2 separate regions of the Muntiacus reevesi genome follow, and region 2 is linked to region 1. A link is a contact called in public Hi-C data. All regions are on one chromosome and are shown on one strand. The core of a region is the stretch at or near the end of the contact, and the rest is flanking DNA. Distances in the headings are between cores, read along the strand shown.

Region 1 (6,192 bases), core at 2,639-5,138:
AGAAATGTAATACTATGCACTAGAGTTACAATGAATGCAATCCCATTAAAATTTTTTTTCTGGGTACTTGGGTCCTAAGATAGGATATTCTTGCAAGAGATACAGACTGATTAGTAGTAACCAAGTTTATTACATATATATAAAGAACATCAGTAGGAACAGACAGCACCAGAAACTGTATCCTGGTAATGCATGCGCCAGGAGCAGCGAGCGGGTGCAGCAGGGGATGGGACATGGAACTTAGTGACTGAGGCACAGCCTGCAGAAAGATGCGGTTCTGCAGTAGAGAGGCAAGATGAGGGTTAAAATCAACACAAACAAAATACCTCAAAAAAAAAAAAAAAGTCAAACAAATACAAAAGACTGCTGTAACTGGATAAAAAAATTTGAAGTAAACTATTCGTGAAATGCATTTCTAAGTTTCATAAAATGAATCTCTTAAAATTTGACATACCTCTTACAGGGAAATACTCATTAATAGCTTACTTTGGCCTTATATTTTTCTAGTCTTGGGGAAATAGAATCGTTTAACAATCTGACAAATATTTGGTTTATGTTTTTGTCTTCTTTGACTACAGCATATCTAAAGTGTTATGAATTTAAATTCTCTCCATCAGATATTCTTTAGGACTCCATTTTGAGGATGACAGCGTCTTCTGCAGAAAAATAATCCTTTCCTTTTCCTCATAATCGATTGTCCCGTTACATATCACATTTTAAATGTTAAAAAAAGGGGGGGGCATTAAAACGTTAGGATCACACTCCAGGTGTTTAGCCTTTGCTATCTGTACTGCAAAGCAAAACACACTAATGTATACACACAAACACACACAAACAGCAAGCAGTCAGTGGCTTAGAAGTGGCCACCTCCCCGTTAAAAACAAAACCAGAAAATGTCACCCCTCCATCCTGCCCTTCAAATTCGAAATGAGATAGCCAGGTCTGCCCACTGCAGAGTGGGATACTAGGAAAAACGTTCTAACGTTTAACCTAAAACACGGTTAAAACATACAACCCTAGGTCCAGATGACTTAAATTTCAGTGTACGTGCCTTCGTTCCCACTCCTGCCCCAGTAGCATCATCCAGGGCCCGGGTCCCGACGGCGACCACCCGGCGCGCCGGGGCTGCCGGCATCCGCGAGGACCGCCGACTCCGGGCAACCCGGCTCCCGGCAGACTGACGGAGCAGGAGCGTCCGCGGCTCCCGAAGCTCACGGCTCTGGCAAGGGAGGGATCCCGGTGGGGCTGTGGACTGTGGCATTTAAAAACTACTGAGAAGTCTCGCCGTTCAAGTGACTCGGCGGAGGCCGCTGCCACTTGGCGTCGCCGGGTCCCGGTCCTTTCTGAGCCGTCCGGGCGGCCCAGGCGACCCTCCGCGAGGCCGCGGTCAGCTCCCGGGAGCGTGGAAGAGCAACCAAAGCCAAAAGACGCCGCGGCAAGTTCCCGGAGGAGTCAGCTGCAGCTTTCCCTTCTCTCTTCAGTTACAAGTCCCCCGGCAGCTTCGAGCGCTTCCTTAGAGAAAATGAAATAAGTGAAAAAGCGTGGAGGTGCTGGAAGTCGCTGCCATTTTCCGTCGAAGCAGATCCTCTCCGCTCCATCCCTTAAGCAGGATTTCCAAACTGAGATGCATCCTTAGCGGAGGTATTCCATGTTGACAGATCTTTCGCCTCCCACAAAATGGGGCCGAGGAGGCGGCCGCTGTCTCCTCTATGGGCGCCGCCATTTTGTGAGGCGGCGGCGCGGCGGCAGGAGCCCCGGGTGTGTGTAATGGTTGAATAGAATGACCCCCTCTAGGGAATCCCCGGCGCTGACAGTTACGTAAGGGGCTGTGCGCAAGTGCGGCGTTTAGGGAATCCGCACAGCTCGGGACTCGCAGCTCTGCGGCCCATATCTCCACCACCCCTAAGAGGACCGGTGGGGGAAGGGACGGATGACCTGGTCTCCCTTCTGCCCCGCCCCCCCTCGCCTTCAGCCAGGGCTTCGCTGCTCCACTCGCCCGGCCTCGTCTCCGCCCCTCACTGGCTTCCGAGACACTTACTGGCCCTTGGGTGTCAGGAACTTCCTAGCCATAGCCTTATTCCAACCCCATTTAAGAGGCAAACTTTACTTGAGAAATAATCCGTTTCCTAGAGTGAGCACCGGAAGCGTGGCCGGACTGTATTACATAATTCTTTTCACTACCAAGTAAATGTTCTCATTGAAATCGCAACCTGAAATAACCCATCCAACCCTTTACTAGCCTGTGACCTTGGGTGTCGGTGACTTTGCCCATAGTGGCCATCGCGGAAATGGGACTAATGATATGCTTCACAATTCTTGAAGCTTAATTAACATTTGCAGCAAACGGCTGACCCCAACACCCCTTGTAGTTACAAACTTATGGTAGTATTTGTTGAGATGTTACGTCTCCCAATTGAACCGCCTCTTTTTTTGAGCTTCAAAAATATTTTAAACCGGGATCGCATTTAAGACATTTGAGAGAAAGCAAAAACATAAGATTTTATTCAATATTTGTTTTAAGCACACTATAAGATACCTTAATATAAAAATATAAATGTTAATTATCGTCCAAGTTCAAAAGATTGCTTCCCAATCAGTTTAATTACTGTTTGCATAACTGCACAGAATAATCTAGTTTGAGAAATGAAACCAACCAAAGTCAAGATGAATTAAGAGCACGATTCCATTTCCACAGAACTAGGACAGACAGTTCACATTGTATTTAATTCACAGTTTGCTAAAGTTAGTTTGTGGGTAATTCATGGAAAATGTGCTAACCAGCTCCCCCCTCCCCCAAATACTATCACCGCAAGGCTCAGAAAAGCCGATTCTTTTAGACCTTAATAAAAAAAGAAAAGGTGACAGGTTGACTTTATTCAGATCAGTGAACGAGGCTAGCGTGAGGAGCTTCCCCTCTGGGCTTCCTTTCCTTCCACACCAGTTCTGTCGGGCGGGCGGGGACTCCAAGGCGGCCCTGCCAACTGCCGGGCCGGGGACGCGAACATCGCCTCCACCCCTAACCCTGGAACAACCGGTAGTGGCCGTTTCCCCGCGCCTCCCCCCTTTCCGCCGGCTTTGTGTGCGTGTGAAATGTGCGGCACATTGCAGATGAACCCTAAGCCCGGCGAGCCGAGTCTATTGTTCCCCGCGAGGAGCTGCCGGGGCGGTGTGGAGTCAGGCGCAGTGCCGCGGCCGGCCCTCGGGGGTCGCTGTGCGGCTCTGGCTGCCCGGCCGTGGCGGCGACGCTGGAGGCGGCAGAGAGGGAGGCTGGCGGGGAGGGAAGCGGGCGGGCGGCGCGCAGCGGCTCCGCTGCCGCCGGTGCCTTCTGCCCGGGGACGCCCCGGCCGCGAGGCCGCGCGTGAATGTGTGCGAGGGCCCCGCGGAGCTGCGGCCGGAATACACGCTGTCACCCCGCTTTCCACAAACCACCACACAGACCTCCCCCTCCCCACCCCCAGCCCCGCCTGCCCCAGCCCCGCCGCCGCCGCCGCCGCCGCCGCGGCCGCCGAAACTCCCGGGCCTCCGGCCACCCCGGCCCCTCACCGTCGGCTCGCCTTTCCCCTCGCCCGCTCGCGCGCCCCCGGCAGCAGCACCATGTTGAATCGCGTCCCCGGGCCGAGCCGCCTGAGCCGGCGGCGCTGAGAGGCGGGCGAGAGCCGGGCCGCGGGAGGGAGGGAAGGAAGGGGTGGGGGCCGCGCTCGCCCCGCGGCTTCGCGCGGATCCGGCAGTCGCCTGCCCCTCTAGTTTCGCTCCGATTTCTTTAAACTTTTTTAGAAATTCCCCTCCCTCCTTCCCTCCTCTCCCCCTGGCCTCCTGCTCCCTCCTTCCCCTCCTCCTCCTCCTCCTCCCCCTCCCTCCCTCCCTCCCTGCGCCGCCGCCGCCGCCGCCGCCGCCGCCACCGCCGGCCCATGACTGAGCCCCGCCGCCGCCGGCCGAGGAATGGGCTCCGGGCTCTGGTAGGAAGCGCTGGGAGCGGGGGGCGCTTTTAAAACACCGATCTGGGTTTTTTTTAAACCTCCTTTGAAAAAATAATGGCAAACTCGACGGGGAAGGCGCCTCCGGACGAGCGGAGAAAGGGACTCGCTTTCCTGGACGAGCTGCGGCAGTTCCACCACAGCAGAGGGTGAGAGCAGAACCGGGGGGGCAGCGCCGGGGCGAGCCGGGGCGAACGGGGCTCTCCCGCTCGGGCCGCCGCGGGGTCCCGGCTGACAAGTGCGGGGCTTTCTCTCTCCCGCAGGTCGCCTTTTAAAAAAATCCCTGCGGTGGGTGGGAAGGAGCTGGATCTTCACGGTCTCTACACCAGAGTCACTACTTTAGGCGGATTCGCGAAGGTGAGTGGAAGTTTTAATTTGTATTTCCCTCTCGCTGGCCTCCTCCAAAAAGTCTCCTTTGACCCCGGAGTGGGCGCTCGGGGCCGGGGGGGTGGCCTGCGGGGGCCAGAGGCGTTCTTTTCGCTCCCAGCCGGTGGCACGGAGGCGGACGGCGGCGGGGCTGTTTTTGGCCTGGTGGCTCGCGTGCGCGCGGCGGGCGCGGGGCTCGGCGGGCGGGCGGCCCGGCGCCGGCTCGCGCCCTGCCCGGTGCCCGGCCGGCCCGGCGGGGTCTGAGCGCCGCGGCGGGGAGTGCGGGCGTGCGGGGCGCCCGCCCGAGCCCCGCGCCCGCCCCGCGCCCGCCCGCCCTCTCGCTCGCGAGTCAGCTCTGCCGCCGCTGCCGCTCTAGCACAGGCGGAGACACAGAGACACACAGACTCTGAGAGCAGTTTTCGTGCAACTCAAAATTAGCGCGGGCAGGTTTAACATCGATAATCGGCTGCGAAATGATCCCGGCAGCCGGGGGCACAGCCTCGGCCCCGTCGCCCTCGGTTTATACAGCTAACAAAAGAAACCAGGACCTGTCTCCAAATAGCCATCTTAGGCTTCAAGGCTAGGCAGAAGCTGTAGGCCTCAAAGAAGGGCCTATGGAGATGGATAGATCTGGGAGAGGGATCGGAATCGGCCCCGGCCCCGGCCCCCCCAGAACCTGCGGACGTCGCTGTCCGGAACAGTATTGATCCTTTTGAACTTTTTTTTTTTTTTTAAAGTGTAAACGGACCGCGTTGAGATTTAAAAGGGGGCGACAGAGGGACTTGCGATTGGTTATTGTCCGGGCTTCAAAAACAAAACAAACCCACCAACACCCCCCCTTCCGCCCCCCAAAACAAAACAAGTGCTATTAAATACCGGGCTCTCGGGTGAAAACACAGTGATTCAAGCAGCCCTTGCTTAGCTACTCTTACGGATCGAGCCGAATCACCCACCGATTCCTGAGGGATCTGCAGATCTCTGTAGAATGGGTATTTATTTCAGAGTTAGGTTAGAGTTTTCTTGGATTGTGCACTTTCAGACAAGTGTGGCTGTGTTTTTAACAGGTTTCTGAGAAGAATCAGTGGGGAGAAATTGTGGAAGAGTTCAACTTTCCCAGAAGTTGTTCTAACGCTGCCTTTGCTTTAAAACAGTATTACTTGCGGTGAGTAGTGGTGACTCTTCCAACAGTGTTGGGAAATAAGGGACTTATGGGGAGATTTGTTTTAGCAAAAAGAAAAAAGAAAAGCCCCAAGCAAGAAACAAACCTTGCACATCAGTTTCTAAACTTCTGCTAATTTCAGTCTGAGAAACATTAAATATCCACAAGGGAGGTTCTAGGAAGGTGAAAGTTTTCCTCACTTATTTTAGGATTGTTTACATTTTTCATACAGAATCATTACAGGTGACACTCCACCCCCCATCTTGATAAACATTCTTTTGTGACATTGTTATTGATTGCTTGATATCCACAGAGGGGCAGAAAGGTGATGCTTAGTAAAAGAGTCAAGATAGTTAATGAAACTTTGTATCCCTTGGGAAATTTTTTCTTTGTTTTGGAAACTCCTTTGCCTTTTTAAATTCTGACTTGAAGATTTTGTTAAAAAATGAAACCTCTATGTGGAACCGTGTTAGTGAGTAGATTTTCAGTAGAATGTTTTCTGCATAGCATAGCATGTTGGTGCCTTAAGTGTCCAGGATTGTTTTTTTAAAAGAAATTATGTTTTTTTGAAATTTTTGACTGAAAAACATTTAAAAGGATTGTTATCTATTTAGGAAAATTAGGGATGCTACAAAATGGAATACTATAATTGGGAGTTTCTTTCATTCTCCCCATTTTTTGACTATTTGACAA
Region 2 (6,192 bases), core at 1,700-4,199, 550 kb before region 1:
AGATATGGCGCAGAGGTTATAAATTTAGTTTTAAACTTGCTGAATCTGAAATGTCTTAACAAATATCCAAGTGAAGATGTTCAAACAAGTAGGCAGATACACCATGTGCAACACAGAAGAGAAAACTGAGCTGGAAATAAATATCCTGACATCAAGGCCAACTCTACAATTTGGAGGACTTAGTGCAAAATGCAAATTCAGGGTCCCTTGTTCAAAGAGCCTTTGAGATCCATGAGCTGCTTGGTCCTCCTCCCAAAAATCTGCAGAACTGAATGCTCTAGATGGGGGTGGAGAAGTTGAGTCCCTTCCTATGGCCTCTAATCTCTAAACCACATCAGAGGTACACCTCAAGAGACTACAATTTCCAGGCTAGGATGCACTTGCACATGGGTCAGAGGCTCATTCCTAACAAGTCACACCTAGGTGCACTGTGGCATTGACAATCCAGGACAGCTGCCACCATGCCCTGCACACAAATGAACCTGACCTTCCCTGCACCCTTGCCCAAGTCTCTCCCTGGTCCTGGATGAGGTGAGAGGGAGAGTGTATAGAAGTGAAATGCCAGAAAATGAGAGGAGTTGGCAGCTGAACCTATCCCCGAGAGGCAGAGAGGTGGCAGGAGGCATGCTCCACTCTGTCAATGGACTTCACTTACAAAACAAAACCCCAAAGATACTGTTAGTAAGATCTTCAAGCTGGCAACCACAGAGCATTAAGACCTCAAGACCTCAAGTATATTAAGCCCTTCTGAGTGTCGGGCCGTGTGTGAATGAACTGTTGGTATGCCCATGAAACTAGCCCTGCTTGGAAAAGATAATACAGTTATAAGACTGAATGAGTTAAGTAGGGAAGAAAAGAGGTCTGAGGATGGGAACCAGAAAAGTACCAACATTTAAGGCATGGGCAGAAAAAGATGGGCCATTCTGTGGCCGGACAAAGCTTGCAATTAATTAGAAGACCAATGAAGGGGAAGATACTTGGTCTATGATCCCTGACTTGGAAAAGCTTTGCCAGTTCTATCACCTGGCCACAAATTTATTTCATAAACTATTCATGATATAGATGATAATTTTTCAGAGTCAAAGGAGTGGTTCTTACCCAGGCCTGTTACCTTGATTATTTTTGAAGCATATATTACTCAGTTGAAAAAAGTAATGCACAAAATGTAAGAAATGAAATGGATTAAATGAAATAATGGACTACCAATAATAAATTTACAGCTAACCAAAGCAAATAATTCATTTCCCTTCTAGCAACAGTCACCTTTACATATAAGTCTAGCAATGTCTCTGCAACATTTATCAGGCAAGAAAAATGTAAACTTCAAAATCTGCGAAGAATTTAAAATGATTCAGTGAAACCTAATGGAAAATCAATCACAAGAGTTTTCTAACTACTGATTAATGCTGAACAAAATCCTAGGCCCAAAGAGCTAGACTGTGTGGTGAAAGAACTGTAGCAGGGAGTTGACGAGAATTTTAAAGCTTTAGAATTGGTGGGGAGGGACTTCCCTGGTGGTCCAGCGGCTAAGACTCCATGTTCCCAATGCAAGGGGCGGAGGTTTGATTCATAGTCCATGCTCCCAATGCTGGGGGCTCAGGTTCGATTCATGGACAAGGAACTAGATATCACGTGCCATAACTAAGAGTTCACATGGAGCAACTAAAGATCCTGCAACTAAGACCTGATGCATCCAAAGAATGTTAATCACATTCACATGTAACCAAAATACTTCTGGAATTTCTATTTTAGTAGGAACCATATTATAAGCATTAGGGGCAAAGTTTACTAAAAGAAACTAATCTTTTCTCTTCATTTTTTCCCCTTCAGTCTCCTATCTTTAAAATGCTGTATTGGTTTCTCCTTATATTAAAAATAATTTTCCACCAAAAGTTTCCTTAAGAAGTAAATATGTTTCCTGAATATTTTCTTAAAAGTAATTTCTTCACGTCTTATAATGCATATTTATAGCTGTTTCCCACTCCCACTAACAGTTAATCTCAATGCTTTCTTTCATAAGAAAATATGAGAAATAAGTATATAGGAGAATGAAATGCACAGATTTCGTGTCGTCTGAATATTTATTCTCATTATCATAACAATTTTGGACTTAAGTGGAAAAAAATACAAAAAGTTTCAATGAGTTTTAGGGGAACAATGAATATAACAAGGATTTCAAATGCACCTTCCAGCCCTTTGGAGAAGTCAAAATGGACCCATGGGAACTCACCAGCTTCTTTGGAAAAAATTTCTGCTGATGCACAACCCCAGGAACCCGCAGTTCAAATTACCCCATGTGTCTGAAAGCAGAAATCCCTCTGTATTTGTCTTACAGCTCCCTCCTGTTACCAGGAATGCATTCTTATACTCTCTGCCTCAACTTTATTTCAGTACTTTGTTTCCTCTGGTTATGATGGTTTTTCACACTGCTCAAGAGTACAGCTCACACCTAACCATAATGGAGCTCTTCGCTTCCTATGCCCTTGTGACACGGAGGATGAAGCTTTCAAGAAGACCTCTTGGCAATCATTTCTGACCACCCCCTGCACGCGCCCCTACGGGCGGGAGTAGGGGGCGCTTCTCCGGTCCCTAACCTAGCCTCACCAGATGCGGAAATCCTGCCTCTTGTGAACGTGTTTCTTTGGATCTCGCTCTCTTGGTCTTGTTTTCTTCTGTTGTTTCTTATCTACGAGTTTGGCCTCTTCTCTGTAATTGCCACCTCCCCATTCCCCTACAGAATTCATGTTTCCCCGACTTGGAGTCAGAGGAATTGATACTTTAAGATCCGCCATGGGCTCCACTTCGCCTTTAAACACCATCCAGACTCGCTCGCCTAAAGGGTCTTTCCTGGGAGCTGCGGCAGCAGCGCTCTCCCCTCTCGCGTAGCAGGTATCAAAGAGAGCGGGCCCAGGACGTGCCCATATATGAACTGGAAACAGAGAGCTGCCTCGCTCGGAGTTCACGCTCTCGCCTCCCCCTTCGGCGAGTTCACTGGCGGGCACCGCGCGAGCACCAGCGACTCCCTCCTCTCTCCGCCTGACTTCCTTCTGGGAGCTCGTAAAGCCGCGGCAGTTCAATCATCCCGCAGCGATCCCCGGCGCTCACTGGGCATGCTCAGTGGCCCGGCCCGGCCCGGCTCCGGCGGCCAGAGTGTCTTGGGCGCACCACTCGGGTCCGGACTCACCGAGCGCGGGCAGAGCACAGCGGCCCCTGCGCCGGGAGTCAGACGCGCCCTGCCGTCCCTGCCCGGGCGCCCGCCCCGTTAGAGAGCCCAAGTTCCGGACTCCAGGGAGCCCCCAACTTTGCGCCGAGTTCCCAGCTGCGGGGGGAGACATGCCCATGATGACCAGGGACGTTCTGCTAGAAATGGAGCTGGAGGAGGACGACGAAGAGGATGGGTATATCGGTGAGCGAGGAGTTTCCCCGGGGCCGGGGTGGGTGGGAGGGCGGCGCGGGGCCGGGCGCCCGTCCCCGAAGTCCTCAGCCCACGCAGCAAGGGCTAGGGGACTGCGCGTGGGCGCCGCATCCGCCCTCGGCAGGTCGGGGGCGGAGGGACCGGGAGAAGGAAGCCCGCGCCGCCCGCCTGCGGCCGCAATGCGGTCGCTTCCAGCCGCCTCCCGGCTCAGCTCGCGGCGGGCGGGCGGGCGAGCGGGCGGCCCCGGGAAAGGACGGGGAGGCGCGGGTCTCCGCGTCCGTTTCGGGACGGGCGAGGGACGAGGGCCCTGATCGGGCATCGTAGACACAGGGGAGCCCCCGCGCGTGGAAACCTTGACTTAGGACAAGAAGTTTGGGTCATTTTCTCCGGCTCGAACTGGCACGGGGGATTCCGGGGAGCCAGCGCGGGCTGCCAGCCCGAGGGCGGGGTTCAAGGAGCGCGCCCTGGCAAGGCGAGCAGGGGTGTGACCCGCCTGAAGCCATCTCTAGGTGAAGGCAGACGCGCGGCCCGGGGGCGGAGGGCTGGGGCTGGGTGGGGCGGCCCGGGACTGATTTGAGGCCGCTGGGCGTGGGCCGGGATCCTTTTTCTATCGGCGGCGCTGGCAGGGGAAGTGATGCGGCGGAGGAAGCCCTGAGGCAGGGTAGACCGCTGGGCATTTCCTACCGGTCCAGGGGCCCCGGAACTCGGGGGGAAGCCCTGTGTGCCCTATTTCTGGATAAAAATGCTTTAGAAGTGGTGCACGGAGCTGAGGGAGAGCTATTTAAGAGTTAACTGAAAGGGGTGGGAGGAAATGAGGAAGGGGAAAGCAGTTGGAGGAGTGGAAAGTCAGGTCCCTAAAGAGAACACTGTCAGCTAATGATGACAGATAGAGCCCATCCGGAAGACTGGCAATTAAATTACCAGGCAGACTCCGACTCAGTTTCCTGAACGCCAAATCAGTTTCAATAACCTAACAGTTCCTGCTTATGTACTAACACTCTTCTCTAATATGTTCTAATATAGTCTTCTGTAATAACTTTAGTAGTAATTTTAGGAGTTAGGTGTGGTTTTTCGTTCACATTTTGGGTACTGCTCATGTATTTGTTTTTCTGTTGTTTTCAACTCTATTGAGATATAATTGACATTTAACAATGTGTAAGTTTAAGGTAAAACATGTTTGACACATTTATATATTGCAAGATGATCATCACCACAGCTAACACCTCCAGCATGTCACTTAATTACCATGCCTTTTTTGTGGTGAGAACATTTAGGGTCTAATCTCAAAGATACAGTGTTATTGACTCCAAGCACTGTGCTTAGATACCTGGAACTTATTCATTTTATAATTGGAAGTGTATCCTTGAGTAACATCTCCCCAGTCTCCCCCACATTTTAGTGTTTCTGTGAGTTCACCTTTTTAAAATATTTTAGATGTAAGTTACACGGTATTTCTCTTTGTCTTATTTCACTTAATGCCTTCAAGTTCCATCTGTGTTGTTGCAAATGACAGGATTTCCTTCTTTCTCATGGCTCTAATATCCCATATTATATGCATGTGTGTATACCTATACATATCACATCATCTCTCTTCGTTCACCTGTGGACAGATAATTATTCTCTTTCCATATCTTAGCTGTTGTAGGCACTTCTCATTTAAATCCAGAGACAAATTGAATAGAAGGTATTATATACTCCATACTTTCATTTACTTGAGAATAATTCACTAGGTATTCATCCATATGGAGGGGACAAATAGTAGTGTTCATTTTGATGGGAGAGAAAACTGAAGCTCACAGGTTGATTTGCCTAACTTCTCACACAGCTTATTAAGATTCAAACCCAGGTTTTCTGACTTGCCAGACCTGTGTAGACTGACGCCCTTGCAGCTGGTCACTCCAGCTGTCAGGGTGTTATTATACTACTGTTTAGCTGGCTGTGGTAGTAAATCCTGTTTCCCGCAGTCCTGTGGAGGTCCTGTAATCAAATCCTGCAGGCCTTCAAAGTCAGATTCCCTGGGGATTCCCAGTCTCTTGGCTGGATCGCCAAGCTGGAGAGCCTGATGTGGGGCCTAGAACCTTCACAACAGGGTGACATCTTCTTTGGTCTTATTGTTCTCCAGCTTGTATCCTGCAGATACAGGATTTGACTTTATCATGATTGTGCCTCACCTACCATTTAGTTGTGTCTTCTCCTTTGTCCTTGGATGTGGGTGGTCTTTTTTTTTTTTTTTGGTGGGTTCCGGTGTCTTCTTGTCAATGGTTGTTCATCAGCTAGTTGTGATTTGGTGCTCAGGCAGGAGAAGATGAGCACATATCCTCCAGTTTGACCCAGTTTCCTCAGTATACTAATACTGATTCTTTAGTCACCAAGTTGTGTCTGAGTCTTGCGACCCGGTGAACTGTAGCCCACCAGGCTTCTCTGTCCGTGGGATTCTCCAGGCAAGAAGACTCGAGTGGGTTGGCATTTCCTTTGCCAGGGGATCTTCTGGAACCAGGGGTTGAGCTTGGATCTCCTCCTTCACAAATGAAAATTAAAGTAAGCAAGACTGAGCTTTGTTAACTATGCCATCAGGAGATTTCACTTTAGGGGGGAAAAAAACCTAACTTGGGCTAGTCTGTATTTACCTGATGGTTGTATCAAGTCAGGCATTGTAGATATATTTAAGAAAATAAATATGTCTTTTCTTCTTTAATTCCACCTTTCAGAGTCTACTGATATTAATACTTAATATAATAATTATTTATATTATTTTATTAATTATATATATAATATAA

The links. A called contact is a pair of places that touch in the nucleus more often than the background predicts.
Region 2: a contact with region 1 is called in a Hi-C map of blood, with 4 times the contacts expected there. The contact joins the promoter of ANO6 here to the promoter of ARID2 in region 1. A contact is called at or near these places in 2 of 3 Hi-C or Micro-C datasets (blood and muscle).

The regions. Positions count from the first base shown.
Region 1 is chr4:150,373,926-150,380,117 of mMunRee1.1, reverse strand. It overlaps ARID2 (AT-rich interaction domain 2), which reads left to right and starts at 3,888. Exons shown (of 21, transcript XM_065934570.1): 1 at 3,888-4,123; 2 at 4,238-4,331; 3 at 5,405-5,502. The coding sequence starts at 4,032.
Region 2 is chr4:150,921,355-150,927,546 of mMunRee1.1, reverse strand. It overlaps ANO6 (anoctamin 6), which reads left to right and starts at 2,949. Exons shown (of 21, transcript XM_065934572.1): 1 at 2,949-3,406. The coding sequence starts at 3,334.